2 separate regions of the Mus musculus genome follow, and region 1 is linked to region 2. Evidence: chromatin contacts called from public promoter capture Hi-C data. All regions are on one chromosome and are shown on one strand. Each heading gives the region's core, a stretch centred on a gene start, on an enhancer-like site or on the middle of the called end of the contact. The rest is flanking DNA. Distances are from core to core; before and after follow the strand shown.

Region 1 (3,712 bases), core at 370-2,869, 630 kb before region 2:
CGGCGGGCTCGGCGGTAGCCCGTGCTCCAGCAAGAAGGCGTCCAGGTCCACGTATTCCACGTCCCCGAAAGGCAAAGTGCGTTCCCACAGCAGCGGCGCAAAAAGACTCGGGCCAGCCACAGGCCCTGAGCGCCCCCGAGGGGACCCACCGCCACTAACGGCCCCACTCGGGGCATCGGCTGGGCCCGCCGTTTCCAGGCCGGGTCCCGGGACGGGGGCTGAGGGCAGAGTTGCCTTGCGCTCCTTTTCCTTCAGGAGACCTGTAGGCCAGGGAGAGACCGGATGGGGTGGAGGGACACAGGAGGGACCCCAAGTTAGAGATATGGCGGAGATACAGAGAAGTGAGGAGACGGGAGCCGTAGGGCAAAGACCCAGGGAGGTGGGTACAGGCAGGGAGAGAACCCAGAAAAAGAAGAGAGGGATAAAGACGGGGCTTGGGGAGACCCAGAGAGAAAAGAGAACAAGGCCCCAGCAATAGAGGGTCAGGGAGACGGGGACCCGGAGAGGGGGAAAAGGCAAAAGTATACAGAAGGATAGGGTTAGGGGCCCGGGAGGGGATTAAGAAACACAAGCACAAGCGACCCAGAGAACGAGGATGGAAGTTTAGAAAGAAGGGTTTAGTGACAGGGTGGGTGAAAGGTTGGGCAGGTGAGAAAGAAAAAGTGACAGCTCAGTAATTCTCCCACCCCCAGCACCCTCATCCCCTCCCCCACAGTCTGTTGGGGCTGGAAGGGGCTCCACTGCTCAGGCACATTCCTCATCCCTAGTTTCCATGTGACCCTGCGAGGCCCCGCCCAAGCCCGTGTCTGCACCGTGTGAGCATCCGACACACCCCCTCCCTTCCCCTAGGACTCCAGGGGTCCAGACTCTGAGGCCAAAGGAAAGAAAGAGGGGTCTGGCACCTAAACTCTGTCCTCAAGTAGGAACACTCCAGGGACTTGACCCTTAGGCCCTCCAGGCGTCAGATTTGGTCCTGGAGGCTGATGGACTGGAAGACCTAAGTGACCTAATGAAGACTAGCAAAGATGGGACACCTAGCTGATAGGTGCCGTGGACCACCACCCCAACAGTTGAGTCCCTAACACAGTGGGACTAGAACTCACAGCTGGCCGGTTCTTTGGGCTTGCTGTTTCCCTGCAGAAGGCTCCTCAGCCCAAGCAGCGCTCCCCCGCCAGGGGGGGCCCCAGCCGGGCCACCCAGCAGCAGGGGGCCCGGGGTCCTGTCGCTCAGAGGCCGCGCCATTGCCGTGGACCTGCTCCCAGGTTCATGAGCTCATGGAGAGTCGAAGAGATGAGATGATATGTCAGTCACCCGCACACTCCAGTGGTTCGGGCGAATGTGTCCCAGAGTCGGGAGAGCGCGGCGTGCAAGCCTCCAGGATCAGGACGCTTCAAATCCTAAGAGCGCTGCGGGGGTTCAACCAGTCAGTTCTGCAGAAAGGTGCAACTCAAAGACTGTCCCGGGAGGCTCCTATAGTCTGGGCGAGTGGGTGACCAAATCAAGCAGCTGTCTCTTTGCAACTGTGGGTCCCCAAGGGACACAGGCGCGCGCTCCTTCTGTACCAAGTGGGCGAGTCTCTGGCTCTAGCCAATTTTGCACTTCTCGCAAAGAAAGGAGCTTTGCAATCTGCACCCAGAGGTGTGCACCCAGGGGCGGAGGAGGGGGCAGGAGGAGGTGGCAGCCTTGAGGCGTGGCCAAAGCAAACTTCTTTCGCGGAAAAAAAAAAATCTAAACCAAAACACCGGACGCCAGAGCGCGCGCCCCTCCTCCGGGCCCCCTCCCTCCACTTGGGCCATGCACCCCAGCCGCGTGCCTTCCTCCGGCTTCTGGCAAGAACCAATCACGTCTCGAGCCCTTGAGACGCTCAGCCAATGAGATGAAGGGATATGCCAAGACCCTGGAGGCGCGTGAGGGGCTGAACTTGTGTAGTTGCCTCGCCTTTTGGAAGAAGGCGGGACACTGACCTATATTTGGCCAATGGGAGGAGGCGCTGGAGGCGGGACCGTGACCCACTTCGGGCCAATGAGGCAGGAAGAAGGGGGAAGCACATGGCTTTGCGCGTGCTATCGGATGCGGGTGTGGGGCAAGAGGGGTACCTCTTAAAGGAGCCGAGTGTTCACAGACTCATTGAGGAAAAAAAGCAGAACATCAATTAGAGCAGATTAAGGCAGAAAGAAGTGGGCTTCGGGAAGGATTTTTTTTTTTTAATATCTAGATGTTCCTCAATCGCGACTGATAAACCACCGAGAAACCGGAAACATTCAGTCCTTTTAATAGCTTTGTTTTGGGGTGAATCCCCTCCCCTGGTGAGGAAACTCAGAACAGGCGGGCGTAATCCTCGTTGGGGAGTCTCAGCGACCGTGAGGACCACCGTCCACTGCAAAGGGAAGCACCGGCTTGAGGGGTGTGGGAGCTGAGCACATAGGACTCTACTAGTCAGGCTGCTAAGGGGGAATGGAATATACCAAGTTGGGGGAATGATCAGCTCCTGGACCAGACCATGTAGGGAGGGAAGAAGGCCACATGGGACGTGCAGAATAGGCTGGTTTGCATAAAGGTACATGGAGAGGATATGGTCTTCTGGGCTGTACCATGTTGAGAAACCAGACAAGAAACTAACCGATTTCCCGGGGCCGAGCCACAGTGGCAGTAAGAAAGACAGAGGGATTGTACCACGCTGATTCTCAGAAAGGGAATAGCAGAAAGACTACAGCTCTAAGTAGGGTCATACCATTTGTAAACAGGTGACCTGGACCGTACCATCTTGGCAAGTAACAGTAGGCAGAGGGCATGGACCAGTATGTAATTGTACCACAAGGAAAACAGGGTGTCAGGCCTTAGACTAAGCTGCAAAGAGGGGTGGGCTGCAGCAGGCTGTTCCATATGGAGAGGTGAGAAAGGACAAGGGATGTATCACACTGAGACAACCACTGGGAATAAGTGCAGACTATCAGGACGTGGAGAAGGAGGGGACACACTAAGCATACCATGCAGGCGGTAGTTGGGGCCTCGGCAGCGCCTCTCGGGATGCCGGGGGTCCCTGTTGCCCCTCAAGGCTCTGTGGGCCAGGGGCTGCAAGGGCCGGCCATTACCACTGAGGCTCTGGAAGATCTGGGAGGGGGGATTCTGGCTCAGGAGTCTCAGGGAGTGCATCTGCCTCAAGAGAAACCACGGGTGAGTGGACCGGGGTGGTGCTCAGGACAGGAGTAGCATGCACACACGGGGGTGGGGGGGGGTGGGGGTGTCAGTCACCTGGAGGGAGGTAATATTGAGAGCCCTGTCGATGAGGATCCAGGTGACAGTCTCAGAGCACGGAGGAGTGCTGAGAGATCCCTGATAGGTGATGAAGCCGAAGGATTCTGGGAACAGGAGCTCCAGGCTCAGGTCTTGAAGAAAGTAGGCATCATCTGCGCAGACATCAAGTCAGCGTAAAAGGGGGTCCCAGATAATGCACAGGGACTTAGTTATGTCTGTTGTCGTATGGAGACTGAATGTAAGGCTTCGGACATGCTAGGCAGGTACCACTGCACCAGGCCCCCAGCCCCTCACCGGGAGATTCTGACCAGGCGCTCGTGACCAAGCTGCATCATCTCCAACCACTCTTCCCTTTCTGTTGTCACCCTGGCTCTTGCTAAGTAGCCCAGGCTGACCTTGAACTTACTCTGTAGCCCACCCTCCTTCCTCAGCCTTCCTAGGAACTGGGGACGCCACC
Region 2 (3,701 bases), core at 219-2,718:
TGCCCCTTTGCCCCTCCCCTGCTTACGTGACCACAGGGTCATGGCAGGGCTGCAGAGAGAGACAGCAGCAGTCAAAGTCTTTCACAGCGTCCCGGCTCAGTCGAATGTTCTGGGTCCCATAGCCCGAGGCCGCTGGGGACAGAACAAGGTGGGAATGAAGACATGGGTGGGGACATGCCCTCCACCAAATGTCGCAGAGAAGTGTGTAGGTTTGGTGGAGTCTGAGAGAGTCCACAATGGCTAGGTCAGCTTTTTTCCCCAGAAGCGGGGTGAAGAGGCTCAGGGCTCCCTCCCTCTCCCGGGGTGGGGACCACCACTGTGGCTCTCGGCCTTCCTTTCGGCAGAGCTGGCCAGGAATGGTTAAGAGGAAGGGGAGCAGACGTGGGATGGTATGTTGGATGGGCCACACTGTCTATGGCCACCATCATTAGTATAGATGGGAAAGAGACAGGCCACTCAGGGGCAGAACAGGACAACAGGGCAGAATTAGAAAGCCACACCTCACAAAGGGTGAAACTGAAGGTGACAGTGATGTCCCTAGGATGGTACCTGTGTCCTTCTTCTTCTCGTGGTAGGTGTAGACGGCCCCTGCAGTGCAGTTCTTGCCATGCCGCGTCATCCTGTCTAAGGGGGGAAGTGTCAGGGTGACCCCAGGGCACTCACACAGGACATGAACAGCCTCCTGGGCTTGTGGTCAGTAGCCTGCTCCTGAAGCCTGTTCAGGTCGCCGAAAACACAGCCCTAAACCACAGCAGTCCGTGGGTCTCAGCAGGGAGGACAGAACACCAGGCAGTGCCCAGCCACTTCCTTTTGCCTTTGAGACAGAGTCTCACCATGTAGCCCTGGCTGGCCTCAAACTCTACCTCTGCCCCCTAAGAGCTGGTTTAAAGGCCTGAACCACTTTAAAAACAAAAACAAAAAAAAAAAACTCTGTCTTCCTCTATTGCCCAGGCTGATCTTGGATTCCAGGCAAACCTCCTGCCTCAGCCTCTTCAATGCTGGGAAGACAGGCTGTGCCACCACGTCTGTGCTAGGCAAGTGTGTGCATGCGGAACTGCATCCCCAGCCTTCCCTATGTTTCTCATCTCTCCTTTCAGTTACTAAGCCATTGGGGGTCAGGGGAGGCAGGAGAAGAGTTCAAGGGAGGGGGTAGGGAGATGACTCAGGGGTTAAGAGCACCAGCTGTTTTTCCAGAGAACCTGGGTTTAATTCCCAGCACCCACATGGTGGCTCACACCCAGTTCCAGGGCTTCTGGTGCCCTCACCCAGACACACATGCAGGCAAAACACCAGTGCACATAAAATAAACAAATAATTACTTGGGGGGGGGCAGAGGGAGGGAGGGAGGGAGAGAGAGGGAGAGAGGAGAGTTAATTCAAGGTGAATTTGAACTACTTTGAATCTACAAAGTGAGTTGGAGGTCAGCCTGGGCCACATGAGACTTTGCTCAGCAAACAAAAGAAGTTACTGGGGTTGGGGATTTAGCTCAGTGGTAGAGTGCGTGCCTAGCAAGCACAAGGCCCTGGGTTCTGTCCTCAGCTCTGAAAAAAACAAAAAACCCAAGTTACTATGTAAGACACTCTAGAAACAACTAAAACCTTGACTTTTTCAAAACCATTTTATTTGCTATGTGCATGCTTGCTTGTGTGACTGACGTCATGTGCAGCAATGCCTGCCAAGACCAGAAGAGGGTGACAGATCCTCTGAAGCCAGAGTTACAGGTGGCTGTGAGCTCCATGTGGGGACTGGGAAACTAAGCTGGAAGAGCAGCCATCATTACTAATGGATGAGCCATCTCTCCAGCCTGGGTATTTAGAATAACATCATTATTCTCCTTGAAAATGTAGCTGATGTAACCTAATCCTGTGATCTAAACCCATCCTTGATACTTTCCACCATTCACTTGGGTTGTTTTGTTTTTTGTGTTTGTTTGTTTGTTTGTTTGTTTTTGAGACAGCCTTGGCTGTCCTGGAACTCACTCTGTAGACCAGGCTTGGCCTCAAACTCAGAAATCCGCCTGCCTCTGCCTCCCGGGTGCTGGGATTAAAGGCGTCCCCCCCCCCCCACATTCACTTGTATCACAGTCTTTGCTGCTTTGTAGGTTCTTTATCTTCCACCTTTCACCCCTTTCTACCCTTTCAACCCCCAACACTAGAGAGAGGAAAAAGGATGGGAAGAAAAGGGTTGGGAAGGGGGCGGAGTTATCATTAAGTTACCTCCTGCTCATTATGGGCATCAAGCTCCCTGGGCAAGCTTGACAGTCAAAGTCAGGATATCTCATTTTTTTTTTTTCCTTTCCTTCTTTGTGTATGACTACTTAACAAACCCAGACCAAGAGCAACCAAGAACCAATAACCCCACTTCTCAGGGCCCTAGCATTTATAGACCCTCTGAAAACTCCTCAGAATCCAAATGTCACACAATCACAGAAACTATCTGCTGCAGCAAAATTACACCTCTGCTAGGGCACAAGGCAAATCATAGTCAGCTGCTGTGGGCGGTCTGAAGCAGCCCCACATCCCACAGCTGGGATTACAACAATCATATTCTTATAATATTTCTGTGTTCTTCAAAGAAAGCAAAGCTCCAAATTTGTCACTACCCATGTGAAACACATACATACAAACTAAAGAAAAGGTTTCACCAGAAATTAAATTTTACATATCCTTTTCTCCATGAACGTATATTTTCATTGGTTCCTATTTTAACCTGATTTCATGTCTTTGTGTTCAAAACTATTTAGGTAATCACTCATATATCTCAGCAATAGAAAAAAATACAGAGGGCTGGAGATGTTGCAGCTTAAAACTCCTATAGACACAGCCCCAGGGGATGGATCTGTCTGTCTGTCTGTCTGTCTGTCTGTCTGTCTCTCTCTCTCACACACACACACACACAAATGTAATAAACTGCTTATTTAAAAAGAAACAGGGGGTTGGAGAGATGGCTCAGCAATTAAGAGCACTGACTGCTCTTCCAGCAGTCACTGCTCTTCCAGCTACAGTGTACTTACGTATAATAAATAAATAAATCTTAATAAATAAATAAAACCTAGTATCATGTTCTTATTAAAAAAAAAAAAAGAAAAAAAGAAAAAGAAAAGAAAAGAAACAAAGGCAGGCCTGGTACTTAGTGTCCTGGCCTAAGTAACTTAGTGAGACATCACAAACTCGAGCCGAGAGCTGAGGCAGAGCTCTTGCACTAACAGAGCACTTGCCTAGCACACAAGGCCTGGTCAACCACGACACTGCAAGGAAACCAAGCACACAGAAACCAAACCCATAAGGTCTGAGAATGAGGCTTTCTGCAGTGCGCAAGCGGTAGGCAGGGCCCAAAGGGGTGGAATCCTCTCTCCCTCCCTCTATCTGAGTGTGCTGACAGATGAAAAGTTGGAAGCCCTGGGCCAGTTACACTCTGTTGCTCCCTGTGTGTGCGCCAGGAAGAGATGAACTAGGGACCCTAGATGTGGTGGCCCACACCTGCAATCCCAGGACACAGAAGCCTGAGGCAGGAGGTTCTATATTGGGTTCTAGATCAGTAAGAACTGAGAAAGACCCTGTCTCAGAAAACCCAAAGGTGGGCCCGTGAGATGGCTCAGGGTGAAGATGCTTGCTTGCCTTACAAACCCTATAACCTGAGTTCAATCTCCTGTGCCATGGAAGAATTGTCCGCTCTCTACATGTATGCTGCAGGGGTCTGAC

Evidence for each region. Promoter capture Hi-C pulls out the DNA fragments that hold promoters and counts their contacts.
Region 1: a promoter capture Hi-C map of liver shows a contact between it and region 2. The contact joins the promoter of Dbp here to the enhancer-like site in region 2. A contact is called at or near these places in 7 of 39 promoter capture datasets (cranial neural crest, embryonic stem cells, hippocampal neurons and 3 more), 1 of 484 Hi-C or Micro-C datasets (embryonic stem cells), 6 of 115 datasets of contacts at active chromatin or transcription factors (astrocytes, bone marrow-derived macrophages, double positive thymocytes and 3 more) and 2 of 9 other capture datasets (adipose tissue and liver).

Annotation. Positions count from the first base shown.
Region 1 is chr7:45,703,154-45,706,865 of GRCm38.p6, reverse strand. Dbp (D site albumin promoter binding protein) reads right to left here and starts at 1,619. Exons shown (of 4, transcript NM_016974.3): 1 at 1,104-1,619; 2 at 1-260. The coding sequence starts at 1,242. Car11 (carbonic anhydrase 11) reads right to left here. Exons shown (of 9, transcript NM_009800.4): 7 at 3,253-3,407; 8 at 2,988-3,153; 9 at 2,195-2,377. The coding sequence ends at 2,352.
Region 2 is chr7:45,070,413-45,074,113 of GRCm38.p6, reverse strand. Nosip (nitric oxide synthase interacting protein) reads right to left here. Exons shown (of 9, transcript NM_025533.3): 2 at 550-624; 3 at 27-132. The coding sequence starts at 619. Among named protein-coding and RNA genes, the nearest start is that of Nosip, 9.8 kb to the right of the region's middle. Within about 2 kb of position 1,468, at least 17 of the 459 cell types and tissues checked have an H3K27ac peak or open chromatin away from gene starts, as enhancers often do. A contact at or near this core is called in embryonic stem cells and liver, where this site is marked.